Regions from separate parts of the Sus scrofa genome. Here all the other regions are linked to region 2. A link is a contact called in public Hi-C and promoter capture Hi-C data. All regions are on one chromosome and are shown on one strand. Each heading gives the region's core, a stretch centred on a gene start, on an enhancer-like site or on the middle of the called end of the contact. The rest is flanking DNA. Distances are from core to core; before and after follow the strand shown. Region 1 holds the start of WDR34 (WD repeat-containing protein 34). Region 2 holds the start of PKN3 (serine/threonine-protein kinase N3). Region 3 holds the start of ZER1 (zyg-11 related cell cycle regulator).

Region 1 (4,861 bases), core at 826-3,325, 38 kb after region 2:
CAAGACTCTCCCACCCTGGAAACGTTTCCCCAGCTGTCCTGTGTAATACTTGACACAGCAAACCTTTGTTCTTTCATTCCCTCCTTTCTAATCACAAATAAACCACAATAAGACTTGAACCCTACAAAGAGAGAAAAATAAAAACCTAAATTACCCAGGAGCAGCTGTTATCCATATTTGGATCCATGCCTCTGGGTTTTGTTAGAAATATATATTGTGGAGTACCACGGTGGCCTAGCAGGTTAAAGATCCAGCGTTGTCACTGCTGTGGTGGGGTTTGATCCGTGGCCCTGGGAACTTTTGCTTACATGCCACAGGCCCAGCCAAAAAATAAAAATAAAAAAGGAAAAAGATACATATATTGTTATAAAAATAGGATAAGATGCAATGTACATAAATTGGATTTTATAAAAGCTTTACTATGCTGCAAACATTTTGCCACATTTAAAGAGCAGTGTAACAACACTCTTAATGGCCACCTGAGATTCTAATACCATGTATTAGAAAAACTCAACCAAAGGCTCAGTGTCCATTCTTTCTCAAATATTTAGTGAACACCTGTTGTGTGCCATGACTTTGCTTAGAAATTTAGGCTGACTGCAGAATCTTGCTGTTATCATAGTAATACTACTGTAAATGAATAATTGCTGAATATCCTTGGGTCTCAATGTCTGTGCAAATCTGTAATTGTTTTTATTTTATTATTACTATTATTATTTTTTGTCTTTTTGCCTTTTCTAGGGCTGTTCCTGTGGCACATGGAGGTTCCCAGGCTAGGGGTCTAATTGGAGCTGTAGCCACTGGCCTACACCAGAGCCACAGCAACGCCGGATCTGAGCCGTGTCTGCAACCCACACCACAGCTAATGATAACACCAGATCCTTCACCCACTGAGCAAGGCCAGGGCTCGAACCCACAACCTCATGGTTCCTAGTTGGATTCATTAACCACTGTGCCATGATGGGAACTCCTGAAGCTGTTATTGTTGATTCAGGAAAAATTCCCAGAAGTAAGATTTCTAGATTAAAGAGGAGGCTCACTTTAATGTCAAATTACAGTCCAGTTTGTTAGATTTTGCCTATTTTCACTCATACTTACTTCCTGTGTTGAGCTTCCTAATAATATCCATTACTTTCTCTACTTCCTCCTAAACCCTCTGCAGGCTGGCTTTTGTTCCCACAACTCTACTGAAATTGTTTGGGGCACTGAATACCTGGGACTATCCTTCTCTTCTTGAAATATTCTCCTTCCTTTATCAGGTAAAGCAGGTCCTACTGGCCTTAGCCTTTTGCAGTCTCATTTTATGTCTAGGAAACCAAGGCCCAAAGAGGTACCAAGTCTATTAAAGGGACAAAGCACTGGTCAGGCTTCAAATCCAGGCATTCTGACTCCTACAGCCTTGAACTTCTTTTCTGAGTATGATTTTTGGAATTCTTGGTGGTGTTTGCAAATTTTTCTGTTAAGAGGGCCTCACAAGGAGAATTCTATCTGGTTCCATTTTATTTTTAGGAAGAAATTCCTGTTGCGTTCCATGCCTCCTCTCCCACTGCCCCCCCATCCCTAATCTAATCAGTCCTCAAGGCCTTGGCTGGAAAAAGGTCCTGATGAGAACTCAGTGCTGAAGTGGTGCAGAGGGGCCTCTGATTGGGCAGATTTACAACCCTCTGAGAGTTTAGGGATAGGAGGAAAGTGGCCCAGAGGACCTGGCCGGAGGACTCTTGCTAGGAGTCTCAGAATAGGGCCTTGGGCCAAGCAGCTGCCCCCGAGATCTTGGGCAAATACGATGTAGCTGATCTGGAGCAGTTACTTTTCTGACCATCAACCACCCTCATGGGACATGTAACAGCTGATTCTTCATAGAGTTAGTTTGAGGAGTTATTAGGATCAACATACAGAAAACTGTGGACTCGACCTGCTACATGATAAACACTCAATAATGGGGTAGTTGTTCGGGTCTTTAATTTTGGCTTAAGCATTTTTCTATATCCGACCTCATCTGGGCCTTTCAACTACGCAACCACACTCTGGATCTACATGTGGACATTTAAAATCGCCATTTTATTGAGGCAGAAAATGGTAAGAGGGAGACCACTTGGCTTTGAGGTGGCCGCCAACTGGAGCCATGGGGTCGTAGGGCTCTGCTGGAGCATCCGGCTGCACTGCCAGCACTGCACCTCTAAGTCCGCAACTCTCCAGCCCGCCGCGGCCGCAGACTCCCGCCCTCGTCTCTGCGCCTGGCCGCCCAGCGCCATCTTTGAAGCTGGCACTTGCGCCCTGCATCCGCACTTCCCGTCCCCCTTCTCCAGAGCAGCTGCGCATGCCCTAAGCGTGCTCCCTCTGGAGTTGGAGAATGCAAAAGTAGTACTGCTTGTCGCATCGTCGGAAAAGAGTCATTTATCTTTTCTTCTCGGGTCTTGGAAGGAGGCGCTCTGACAAATTCAAAAATGGCGCCGATAGCCTCATCTCCTCAGTCTTCCGCTCTGGAGGCGCAGGGACGAAGGTCGCGGCGGAGTGCGCCGGCGTAAGGAGGCGGGGCCGTCTCCATGGCAACCTGCGCGCTGAGAGGGCAACTCTTCCCGGCGGGAAGGGCGGGTGCTGAGGCGCTGGCGACCCGCGGGATTGCGAGTCCCGAGGGGCCCGAGCGGCCCGGGCCGCTGCAGGACGAGACCCTGGGCGTAGCGTCGGTGCCTTCGCAGTGGAGGACCGTCCAGGGCATCCGCGGGGAGACGGTGAGGGCGCGGGCTCCGCTCGGGGGGACGCGGGCGGGAGGGTGAGGGATGGCGCGCGGCCACCAGGCCAGGTTCTCGGGTCCCACCGTTTAATTTTTACATTTTAATGCACAGAAACTAACTCTTGGGATGCTCTGTCCCAATTTCCCCAGTCTTTGACTACCAACAGAAAGGGTTTTTCTTTAAAAACCTCTAAAGACCCCACTTTGTGGAGGTCTTTGTGTGAACTGCAGTTTTTAGGCATTTCAGACTGACTTTCACTTAGTAAAATGCCCGAGCTGCATCTTAAGGTCGAGATACGCCGGCTTTCGAGTACGTAGTTGGACCCAAAGCACACAGACGAGATTGTCTGAGATGAGGGCAGGGCTTCTGAGGGGTCTGGGTGTAGGTTTTGTAGGTGTGGAGAGACTTGTTCTGGCGCTGATGATTCATCAGTCGACAGTGCTGGAGCTCCGTCCTGGAGCCGTAGTTTTGCAGGGGACAGAAAATAAACAATGTCCGTTATAAATAAATTGCAGCGTGTGTTAGAGGCAGTAGTGCCATGGACAAAGGGAAAAGGGTGCGGGATTAGAAAGACCGGGTTGGGGATTTGAGGGTGGGCTGCAGGGCGGGCCTCCCTGAGAGGGTGATGTTTCAACAACAATTTGGAGGAGCGAGAGATTTAGCCAAGTGGATACCTGAGTTAGAACCCTCCAGGCAGAGCCAACTTCAGGTGCAAAGGCCCTGGGGTTGGAGCACATCTGATGCGTGAGGAGGCGGATGGGGCTGGAGAGGAAGGAGAATGGCCCCAGGTGAGGTCAGAGAGGGTAAGGAGAGGCAGGTCAGGTGTAGGACCTTGCAGATCATTGTAAGGATGTTGGCTTTTCCTCAGTAAAAATGAGCGTTACAGGGGGGCTGCATATTTCCCAGAAGAGGAAACAGGGTTCACTTGCCACACAGGTGTTTGAACCTGCAGAGCCTACATCCTCAGCAACGCCAGTGACATTTCCACGAAGTCTACTCTCTTTTTTCTTTTTTTTTTCATGGCTGAACCCATGGCATAAGGAAGTTCCCTCATCAGGGATTGAATCTGAGCGGCAGCTGCAGCATCACTAGATCCTTTAACCCCCTCGAAGCAATTGGAGCTGCTGCATTCAGATTGTGTTTTAGGGCTGCACCTGTGGCAGATGGAAGTTGCTAGGCTAGGGATCGAATAGGAGCTGCAGCTGCTGGCCTACACCACAGCCGCAGCAACTCGGGATCAGAGCCGCGTCTGTGACCTACACCACAGCTCACGGCAATACCGGGTCCTTAACCCACTGAGCAAGGCCATCGATTGAACCCTCGTCCTCATGGTTACTAGTGGAGTGGGTTCGTTACTACTGAGCCATGAAGAGAACTCCCTGCAGTTGGAACCTTAGTGCACTGTGCTACTGTGGGAACTCCTGAAGTCCTACTCTTGAGGATTTGCCTCAAGCCAACATTTCGCAGTTCTCAAACCAGATTTGATCTAGCTTCAGAGTACTTCCCACGTTACTCTGCTGCATAGGAATGGTTCTGGTTAAAAGCATAAGGAGTGGGAATTCCTGTCGTTGCTGGGTGGTTAACGAATCCGACTAGGAACCATGAGGTTGCAGGTTCAATCCCTGGCCTTGCTCAGTGGGTTAAGGATCCGGCGTTGCCATGAGCTATGGTGTAGGTTGCAGACTCGGCTTGGATCCCGAGTTGCTGTGGCTGTGGTGTAGGCTGACAGCTACAGCTCTGATTCAACCCCTAGCCTGGGAACCTCCATATGCTGTGGGAGCGCCCCTAGAAATGGCAAAAAGACAAAAAAAAAAAAAAGCAAAGGGAGTGGATACTTTAGTTATAGCTACCCATCCTTATCGAAGGTAAGTGTGTAATTAACATTCACTGACTTAAAAAAAAAAATTCTTGAAATAGCTCTTGCTTGCCAAAGATTTAGACTTTAAAAGACTCCAGGTTGTGAACCAGTGTCTCAGTCTAACTTTTACCTTTTTTTTTTTTTAAACAAAGAGATTGGTTTGTTGATTTTCTTGTAGCTGCTATAGTTTTAACCTGTGAGGGTTTGAAGAACTAATTCTAATACCTGAGGTGTAAAGGTTTTCATCTCTGAGGTGGTTCACTTCCATTAG
Region 2 (4,693 bases), core at 966-3,465:
GGTGGGGGGCCAGGACGGACACACAGGGTCTGGGAAGCATCTCTGACCTTAGAGCCAGTATCCCTAAGCCAGACGGGAACCCCAAGGCCATTGATCCAGCCCAGGCTCCTGTCCTCAGCCACTAGAGGGGAAGGGGGGGAATTGGTAACGTTTACATGCTATTCTGGTCTGAGCGCTTTGCAGACATTACCTTGTCAGTCTTGATAGCAAGCCCATGAGGGAGGTGCAGTTATTATCCCCACTTTACAGATGAAGAAACTGAGACACAGGTTAAGTAGTTTGCCCAAGGTCACTACACAGAGAAAGTGGGCGCCAGCCTCTCCCTGCCAGCCACGCTTAAGCAGACTGCTCTAAGTCTAGGATCCAGGCCGAGGTCTGGGGGTCAGAAAAGAGGCTCGGCACTGCACAGGGACCTCCGAAATCACGCAGTAGAAGCCAGGGCTGTTCCCCTGACGTTCCAAAGCCTCAGGCGGCAAAGCAGAGGCACAGAGGAGCTGAGGAGGTCTTGGGATGGGGGGGGCTCCACTCCCGGCTCAGCTCCTGGCAGGAAGGAGAAGGCTCTTTCATGCTTCACCCCAGGTGGGAGCAAGAAAGAGGAAACCTCCTTCCCAGAGGCCACTTCCAACCAAGCGGTGCCAAAGCCAACCTCAGCCCGGGGTAACCCATGACGGACGCCCCACCTCAAGGACTCTCCAAGGGCCTCTGTCTTACCTCTCGGCTCTCCATCGCCTGAGCCCAGTGGAAGGGGTGACCACCCCAGCCTCAGGGACCCCCCACCCCAGGCCTCCTCTGGCCCACTGGCCAGCCTGTCAGAGGGCAGGGGCGGGCCTCAGGAAATCCTTTGGCGGCCCTAGGCCAGAGGGCCAGAGCCAAGGGCCTGAGCAAACAAAGATCCCATGGAGCAGGGGGCCCGGCACCGGGGTCCTGAGTCACCCAGCTGCCGCTGCTGGGCGGAGGTTAACAGGAAATCGGAAAATGTGTACAAGCCACTGCTGGAACACGCAGAGGGACCTCCGGAGGAAGGGGGAGGGAGGGGGCAGACGCAGGCCTGCAAGTTGCCCAAGGGGTGGGGGCCCTCAAGGAGTCTTATTGAGGACACCTCACCCTTTAGCTGAGCCCAGGGTCCTGCCTGCTCGGGGCTGGAATCCTGCCAAGTGCGCACACACCTCTGGGCTGGGCCCTATCGGGAACACCAACGTCCCCACCCCCGTTTGCTCTGGGCTAGAACTCCACCTCTCCCTCCCCAAGAACAGACACACAGCCTTGGTCCCTGTGTCCACCGCGAACCTATTGCCAGCTCCGGCAGGAACCCCGCCTCCTCCTCGCCATTTCGGCTGGAACCCTCGGTGTGCCCGAAGGTTCCCGCCTGGGCGCCGGGCTAGGCCCCTCCCCCGCCGGTCCCCACTCCCCGCCTGGCTTGCAGGTTCTAGGAAGGACCCCACTCGTACGCCGGATGGGCCCCTCTGCCTGCCGCACACATTCCTCTCCCCCCAGGACCAGTCCCTCGGCGCCCGCTGGGGCCCCCCCTTTTGCTTTTCCAGCGGATGCCTTTCGGTCCCACCTGGAAGAACCGATCTGGGGAAACTTTAGGGCCCACCCTGGTGGCCCTGACTGCAGATTCAAATGGCTCCTGGGCTGGCTTGACTGGAGGCTCTGAGTCACTCGGAGGTGATATGGGGACGTTCCCAGGGGGCACGAAGCACGTAGGACTTAACCCCCGTGCTCAGATCTGCCCTGCCAAGGTGTAGGGGGGCCCAGAGCAGGGGCTGGAAAGGGGCACAGGGAGGGGCTGGGGACACGGCTGGAGCACGCGGCGCCCGGGGCGGTGAATGAGGCTCCCCCCACCCCCCCGGCCCGCGCCCACAGCCGGTCCTCTCCCGGCGCCGTTCACCTGCGGCGGCGCCCCCTCCTCCATGGCGTCGCTGCGGCCGCTCGGCCCCTCCTCTCGACCACTCCGGTTCCGGAAGCCCCGGCCCCTCCGCCAAGGGCTTTCAAACTTAAAACTTCCCGGGAAGCGGCGCCGGAGTCGCGGGATCGGGCGCCCCCTCCGGAGGTCCGCTGGCCTTCGCGGGACCTGGGACGAGCGCCGCCTCTCGGCCGCGCCGGATCCGCGCCCCGGACCCAACTCCTGACCCCGAGGGAGGGATTTGGAGCCCAGTGGCCTTCACCTGCGGCCGCAGTTCCCGCTCCGTGCGGCACTGACCCCGGGATACAAGGACAGGAAGGGCTATTTCCCAGGACGGGGTTCTCCAGTTGCCCCACGCGCGCCCAGAGGGGCCGGCCCCGGGGGTGGGAGGGACAGCACTGCCTGCCAGCTGGGGGCAGGCAGTGCCTGTGTGGCTGGTCCACGCTGGACCCGGTCAGCCTCCTCCTCCTCTGAACCCACCGCACGCTGGCTCCCACCCCGAGTCATTTTTTTACCCCGCAGTCACTGGTGTAAAATGGGCTAATCCTGTTGCTCCCTGTCTATAGTCACTGTAAGAACATAATTGTTGGAAAATAAATTCTCAAATTATACCAAATTACAAATGAATCCAGGAGTTCCCGTCGTGGCTCAGTGGTTAACAAATCCGACTAGGAACCATGAGGTTGTGGGTTCGATCCCTGGCCTTGCTCAGTGGGTTAAGGATCCAGCGTTGCCGTGAGCTGTGGTGTAGGTCGAAGACGTGGCTTGGATCCCGAGTTGCTGTGCCTCTGGTGTAATCCGGCGGCTACAGCTCCGATTCAACCCCTAGCCTGGAAACCTCCATATGCCGCAGGTGTGGCCCTAAAAGGACAAAAAAAAAAAACCCAAAAATCTCGCAGGACTCCTGCCCCATCACTTGGCTAGACTGGAGCCTTCCGGTTTAGTGGTTCAGACTATGCTATGTAAACAGGAGGCACTTTTACACACTGAGGAAAAGCCATCTCAGAAAAGTAACTAGGCATCCTGGCAATGGGTTGCCTATGTAGGGGACCCTGGTTCTTTACTTCCAGCACGTTGTGCCAGGACTTCACTGGAAGGAGCCTCATCCAAGGGGCTGGAAGTGAGTAAGGGTCAAATACTGAAGGTGGCTTATTTGCTGACTTGGAAGAGGTGTCCCCGGCACTCTTACAGGAGGTAGCCATGGCAGATCCACTTTGTTCTGCCATGACCACCTCCTGCACAGTGGACTGGAACGTGAGATCGGCAAAGCCTGGGCAATCCTGGAGTTGTCCTGCAATGGGAAGTCAACCAAGAGACATCAATATATGCAAAAGCAGGAGTTCCCTTCGTGGCTCAGTGAAAACAAATCTGACTAGCATCCATGAGGATGCAGGTTCCATCCCTGGTCTCACTCAGTGGGTTAAGGATCCAGAGCTGCCGCGAGCTCTGGTGCAGTTCAAAGACATGGCTTGGATCTGGTGTTGCTGTGGCTCTGGCGTAGGCCAGCAGCTACAGCTCCGATTAGACCCCTAGCCTGGAAACCTCCATATGCGGTGCACACACAAATGCAAAGGCAAGTTAGCTCAATGGGGCACATGACAATTTTACAATCAGAGGCAAGTGTGACACTTTTATATACACATACAAACCAGGGTTGTTGAAGGCTAGATATTTAACACTTAGTAAGCTAGTCAGGCATACAGTAGGCTCTTTTAAGTGGGAGTTACCAAGCTGCCCATAGCTGAATGTTAAGAAATAACTTGGTGGTAAAAAGACTATCTTTGGGTTCTGACTGTAGGTTGTAAGATTTTAAGAACATGAATCTAATGAGTAAAGTTCCCCCTTTTGGGAGGGCCTCTATTTCCTGTCTTGAGGATCACTTATCCAATCCCACAACCAGAAAGCTTAATTACGTAGAGCTCAATGACTTCTCAACTCTGCTGTGAAGTGTTTTCACCGGCTCACTGGCCACTAAGGAAAAAAAGAGTTCAGAAGCAGAAACATCCATCTGTCCTAAGGAACCCCGAGCTGGGCAAACCTAGAACCCTGGGCTGATGGATGAGTCTGACCAGAGATCTGTATCTTTTTTTCTTTTTAGGGTCACATGATCCCAGCCTTCCTAGATCAAATTGGAGTTGCAGCTAGCAGCCTACCAGTCACAGCAACACAGGATCTGAGCCTTATCTACGACCCACACCACAGTTCATCACAACTCGGATACTTAACCCACTGAGTGAGGCCAGGGATTGAACCCACAACCTCAAGGATACTAGTTGTTTTTGTTACCCCTGAGCCACAAGGGAGCTCCCAGACAGGTGCATCTTACATGTCTGATGGCAATGGTACTTTATGGAATTTTAATTCTAAGGAAAACTTAAGTTCATGTTCGTGTTCAACGTCCAGTGGATAGTGAACAGCACAAACCAACTCTGGCTAACAGGCTGTTAAAACTGTCAAAATCAACCTGAAAGGATCTGTCCCAGGACACATAAGGAAACATTTACACCCTTGTATACACATTTTTGTCCTTCTCAGTTTTGCAAACATCAATCCATCTACCTTTAGATTTGTCTCACTTGGACCATATCTGAGTACACATCCCCAACTAATAAGGTTGGCACACACCCTCCACTTTAAAAAGTCTTTTTTTTAATGGCCACACCCTAGGCATGTTAGTTCCTGGGCCAGGGATTGAATCTTGAGCTTCAGCTACAACCTATGCAAAGTTGGATTCTTTAAGCCATTGCAAGAGGCTGGGGATTGAACCTGAGCCTCCACAGCAACATG
Region 3 (4,788 bases), core at 766-3,265, 53 kb before region 2:
CTCCTCTTTTTTCTTTTCCTTTTTTTGTCCTCAGTATGAGGGAGTTCCCGGACTCCTGATGGGATTCGTTAACCACTGAGCCACGAGGGGAACTCAAGCCATAGCAGCAACAATGCCAGATCCTTAACCCCTAGGCCACCAGAGAACACCCTCAATAGACTTTTTTTTTTTTTTTTTGCATTTTTTGCTTTTTAGGGCCACACCTGTGGCATATGGAGGTGCCCAGGCTAGGGGTTGAATTGGAGCTGTAGCCCCAGCCTACATTCGTTAACCACTGAGCCACAAAGGGAACTCCTCCTCAATAGACTTTTTAAAGGATTCAAAATTGTGCGAACACACCTACATATGGTCCAAGACTAAAAGATACTATGCAGAAGGAAAACATCCACAAAATTAGTTTATGAGAATTGGGAAGAGGGTCCTCAAGAAAAGGTTCCTTAAGAAAGTAGACTCTAGGGAGTTCCCGCCTTGGAGCAACAGAAACGATTCCGACTAGGAACCATGAGGCTGCCCATCTGATCCCTGGCCTCGCTCAGTGGGTTAAAGGCTTCCACGTTGCCCTGAGCTGTGGTGTAGGTTGCAGATGTGGCTCAGATCTGGCGTTGCTGTGGCTCTGGCGTAGGCCAGCGGCTACAGCTCTGATTGGACCCCTAGCCTAGGAACGTCCATGTGCCGCAGGTGCGGCCCTAGAAAGAGACTAAAAGACAAAAAAAAGAAAAGAAAAAAAAAAAGAAAAGGAGACTCTAAACTGAGACTAGAAGCAGGAGGAGTGTATACTGGATACAGATGGGAGCAAGAAGAGTTTGGTACGGAAAAACTTACTTGAGTCTATGCGAGAGGAGGGGATCTTTATTATGTATTTATTTATTTTGTCTTTTTACCATTTCTCCGGCGGCTCCAACAGCATATGGAGGTTCCTAGGCTAGGGGTCCAATCGGAGCTGTAGCCGCTGGCCTACGCCACAGCCACAGCAACGCGGGATCCGAGCCACGTCTGTGACCTACACCACAGCTCACGGCAACGCCGGATCCTTAACCCACTGAGCAAGGCCAGGGATCGAACCTGCAACCTCATGGTTCCTGATCGGATTCGTTAATCACTGAGCCACAACGGGAACTCCGAGGGGATCTTTAAAAGAACCAAAAATGCTTCAAATTTTCTTAAATGGAGAACGAAAGCGGGGCGGGGAGCGAGGGGGAGAGGGACAAGAGGCTGGAGAGAGAGAGACGGGGACAGATTATCCTTGACGTCTACCTTGAGGGTGGAAGGCAGGGCAGGGCTCAGACCAGACTTATTCGTTTTGGAAAACTCACTCTGGAACTGTGGAGAGAATGAGAAGAAGGAGCAGGGAGTTCCGTTAGGGGGCTGTTGCAGAAATCCCGAGAAGAAATGGTGGGGGACAGAGCCGGGCACTACCGGAGGAGGAGGGGAGGGGCTGGTTTGAGACCCTTAGGACCAGACGCATGGATGAGGCGCTAAGGAAAACCAAGCGGCCAAGGCCAACTCCCTGTTTCCCAGGCGACAGCCGAGCTGCCGGGGCTGGAGAAGTAGCAGCGCGGAGGGGTAAGATGGTGTCCGCTTTTGGACGCGTGGGTGTGAGCTACCTGCGGAGAAGCCAGGGGTAGATGTTCAACAGGGCGCGGGAGGCAGGGGCTTGGCTCGGAGGCACGTCCGTGCTGACGAGGAAGGTGGAGTCAGTCCGCCCCTAACCGTTCCCTGGGATCTGGGGAACCGCAGGCCGGAGCAGGCCCGGAAGCCGGTGTCACCGAGAGGCTCCCACCCCGTCCCCGGAGCCCAGCGAGAGCCCGTGAGGAGCGCGATCAGGACCGGAACGGAGACCAGATGCTCCCCGCTCCATCCGCAAACCCGGCGGGATCGGAGTCGTCCGGGATTGGAGCCGCCGCGGAGCCCCGGAACCTTCGGCCGCTGTCGCCCCGGTTCGCCGCGGAACCGGTCGGGGGAACCCATTCGCGGTTGCTAAGGGGCGGCCCCGGAAGTGACGCGCCCCGGGTTTGTTGACAGCGGAGGCGGCGGCGGCTGCAGGCTCCGAGCCGTAGGAGCCGGATCGGGGGAGGGGCCGGGCCCGGGAGCCAGCACCCGCCGGCCCTCAGCCCCGCCCGCAGCCCTAAGGGCAAGGTAACGGCCACGGGGTCTCCCCTCCCCGGCGCGACCCCCTCCCGCCCGGGGCTCCCATCCCTGGGATCCCCAGCTCCGCCCCGCAGACCCCCTTCTTCCCCAAACCCTGGCCCTAGCCTGTCGAGATCCCCTGCTTCCCCCGGAGCTCTGGCTCGGAATTCTCCCGGGCCGCATCCTCTGCGCCTCCTTGTCGAGGAAGCATCTCGTCCACTCCCGGGGCCAAGGGATGTATCTGCGTCCTCTCTCTTTTCCCCTCCTGCCTCCGGTGCCTCACCATCGCCACTGCCACCACTTGCAAAGGTCCATCTCGGCGAATGGTGGGAGGGTTCCCTTCTTAACCCCTGCTGCCCCGTCAGAGAAACATGCCATTAAAACTAAACTCCATTCCTCCAGAAAGAAAATGACGCCCTGTCGCTTAGCCCCTACAAAATGGGGGATAAATGCAAGGCTAAAGAGGCTAGCTTCTGCCCCTCCTACCTGTTGGATGAGCTGAAGTTCCCCCAAAGCAGTGCCTGAAAGCTCAGGGACCGCTTGGATTCTAGATAAGCTCCCCAAAGGGATGACAGAGTGTGGGGGGATGCACAGGGTGGGAAAGGGATGGGGTGGGGTTGCAAACCTGAGGGCCAGAGGAGCCTGATAGGTGAGTTGAAAGTGAAACCGACTGTGCTGGCTACTAAAGTTCTGTGGGTGGAACTTGGCTTGGCTGTTTGGCCCAAGCAGTTCAAGATTTCCAGGCTTTGTGCCTGTCAGTGCGTTTGATTTTTACATCGGGGAAGATGCCTGATGCCTCCACAGAAAAATCACCCCATATGAACAAGGGTCACAGGAGGCTATACTTAGAGCAGGAGGTGGTTGCCAGTGGTGAGGGGGTCTCTGTGTTTCAGGTCACTAATTGATTCAGCAAATCATAAATGTATGTAAGGTGACAACAATGTAAGGTAGAGGAAAACAAAGCAGGAAGAGCCATGCAAAGGCTGGGCTTGCCCTATTTTTAGAGGGAGATCAGAGAAGATCTCTAATGTGATATTTGAGCAGAGACCTGAACAGAGTGAGGGAGCAAGCCACATAGCTCTCTGGAAGCTGAGCAAGTGCAAAGGTCCTGAGGTAGAATACCTGATGATTTAAAGAAACAGCCAGATAATGGAGTTCCCATCGTGGCTCAGTGGAAACAAATCTGACTAGTATCCATGAGATGCAGGTTCAATGCGTGGCCTCACTTAGTGGGTTAAGGATCCAGCATTGCCCTGAGCTGTGGTGTAGGTCACAGACGAAGCTCTGATCTGGTGTTGCTGTGGCTGTGGCTGTGGTGTAGGCCAGTGGCTACAGCTCCAATTCGACTCCTAGCCTGGGAACCTCTGTATGCTGTGGGTGCAGCCCTAAAAGGACAAAAAGAGAAAAAAGAAAAGAAAAGGAAAAAGAAACAACCAGACAGAGTTCTCGTTGTGGCTTAGTGGTAATGAACCCAATTAGTATACATGAGCATGCTGGTTCAATCTCTGGCCTCTCTCAGTGGGTTAAGATTCTGGCGTTGCTGTGAGCTGTGGTGTATGTCACAGATGAGGCTTGGATCCCGAGTTGCTGTGGCTGTGGTATAGACTGGCAGCTGTAGCTCCAGTTTGACTCCTAGTCTGGGAACCTCCATATGCCGCAGCCAAAAAAAAAAAATTAAGAAACAGCCAGAGGGAGTGTCTGTCATGGCTCAGTGGTGAACGAACCTGACTAGTGTCCATGAGGACTCGGGTTCAATCCCTGGCCTCACTCAGTGGGTTGAGGATCTGGCGCTGCCGTAATCTGTGGTGTGGGTCGAAGACGTGGCTCGGATCCCTCGTTGCTATGGCTCTGGCATAGGCCGGCAGCTGTAGCTCTGATTCCGCCCCTAGCCTGGCAACCTCCATATGCCGCCAGTGCTGCCCTAAAACACAAAAAGACAAAAAAAAAAAAAAAAAAAAGAGAGAGAGAAAGAAAGAAACAGCCAGAGGACCATAGGGCTGGAGCCGAGTGAAGGAGGGGAAGAGTGGTTGACAAAGACAGAGAAGAGCAAGAGTTCCAGTCGTGGTGCAGTGGGTTAACAAATCTGACGAGGAGCCATGAGGTTGCGGGTTCGATCCCTGCCCCTGCTCAGTGGGTTAACAAATCTGACGAGGAGCCATGAGGTTGCGGGTTCGATCCCTGCCCCTGCTCAGTGGGTTAACTGTAAGCGTTGCCATGCGCTGTGGTGTAGGTTGCAGACACGGCTCAGATCCCACATTGACTGTGGCTCTGGCGTAGGCCGGGGGCTGCAGCTCCAATTAGACCCCTAGCCTGGGAATCTCCATATGCCGCAGGAGCTGCCCTAGAAAAGGCAAAAAAAAAAAAAAAAGACAGAGAAGAGCAGGGGCCAGATGATGGTGCGGAGGATGTCAGAGACTGTTCATGTGATTCAGGGTCCCAGGGTGTCTAAGGGGACACCCTTTCAAAACTGTACTAACTCGAAGTGTCTGGGGTTAGAAAAAATATAGGTTTGTTCTAGATGACAAGTGGCCATTGTGCTCTGGCCTGGCGTTGTAAGTTCGCTTTCTCCATCTTTCTAATGACCCTCGATGGAATAAGTGCAGAAAGGGCAGCCTTAGAGCATTGTAGTTAAATCAAGTCATGCCACGGCTTCCTGGTTGT

Evidence for each region. Promoter capture Hi-C pulls out the DNA fragments that hold promoters and counts their contacts. Hi-C and Micro-C count contacts between places; a contact is called where the count stands out from the background.
Region 1: a Hi-C map of skeletal muscle shows a contact between it and region 2, with 6 times the contacts expected there. The contact joins the promoter of WDR34 here to the promoter of PKN3 in region 2. A contact is called at or near these places in 1 of 5 promoter capture datasets (liver), 14 of 47 Hi-C or Micro-C datasets (alveolar macrophages, blood, embryonic fibroblasts and 8 more) and 2 of 2 datasets of contacts at active chromatin or transcription factors (alveolar macrophages and skeletal muscle).
Region 3: a contact with region 2 is called in a promoter capture Hi-C map of liver, with 5 times the contacts expected there. The contact joins the promoter of ZER1 here to the promoter of PKN3 in region 2. A contact is called at or near these places in 3 of 5 promoter capture datasets (fetal liver, fetal skeletal muscle and liver), 13 of 47 Hi-C or Micro-C datasets (brain, embryonic fibroblasts, fetal liver and 8 more) and 2 of 2 datasets of contacts at active chromatin or transcription factors (alveolar macrophages and skeletal muscle).

The regions. Positions count from the first base shown.
Region 1 is chr1:269,028,192-269,033,052 of Sscrofa11.1, reverse strand. It overlaps WDR34 (WD repeat-containing protein 34), which reads left to right and starts at 2,075. Exons shown (of 9, transcript XM_005660487.3): 1 at 2,075-2,729. The coding sequence starts at 2,544.
Region 2 is chr1:269,066,610-269,071,302 of Sscrofa11.1, reverse strand. PKN3 (serine/threonine-protein kinase N3) reads right to left here and starts at 2,215. Exons shown (of 24, transcript XM_021069726.1): 1 at 1,892-2,215. The coding sequence starts at 1,915.
Region 3 is chr1:269,119,106-269,123,893 of Sscrofa11.1, reverse strand. ZER1 (zyg-11 related cell cycle regulator) reads left to right here and starts at 2,015. Exons shown (of 16, transcript NM_001244486.1): 1 at 2,015-2,136.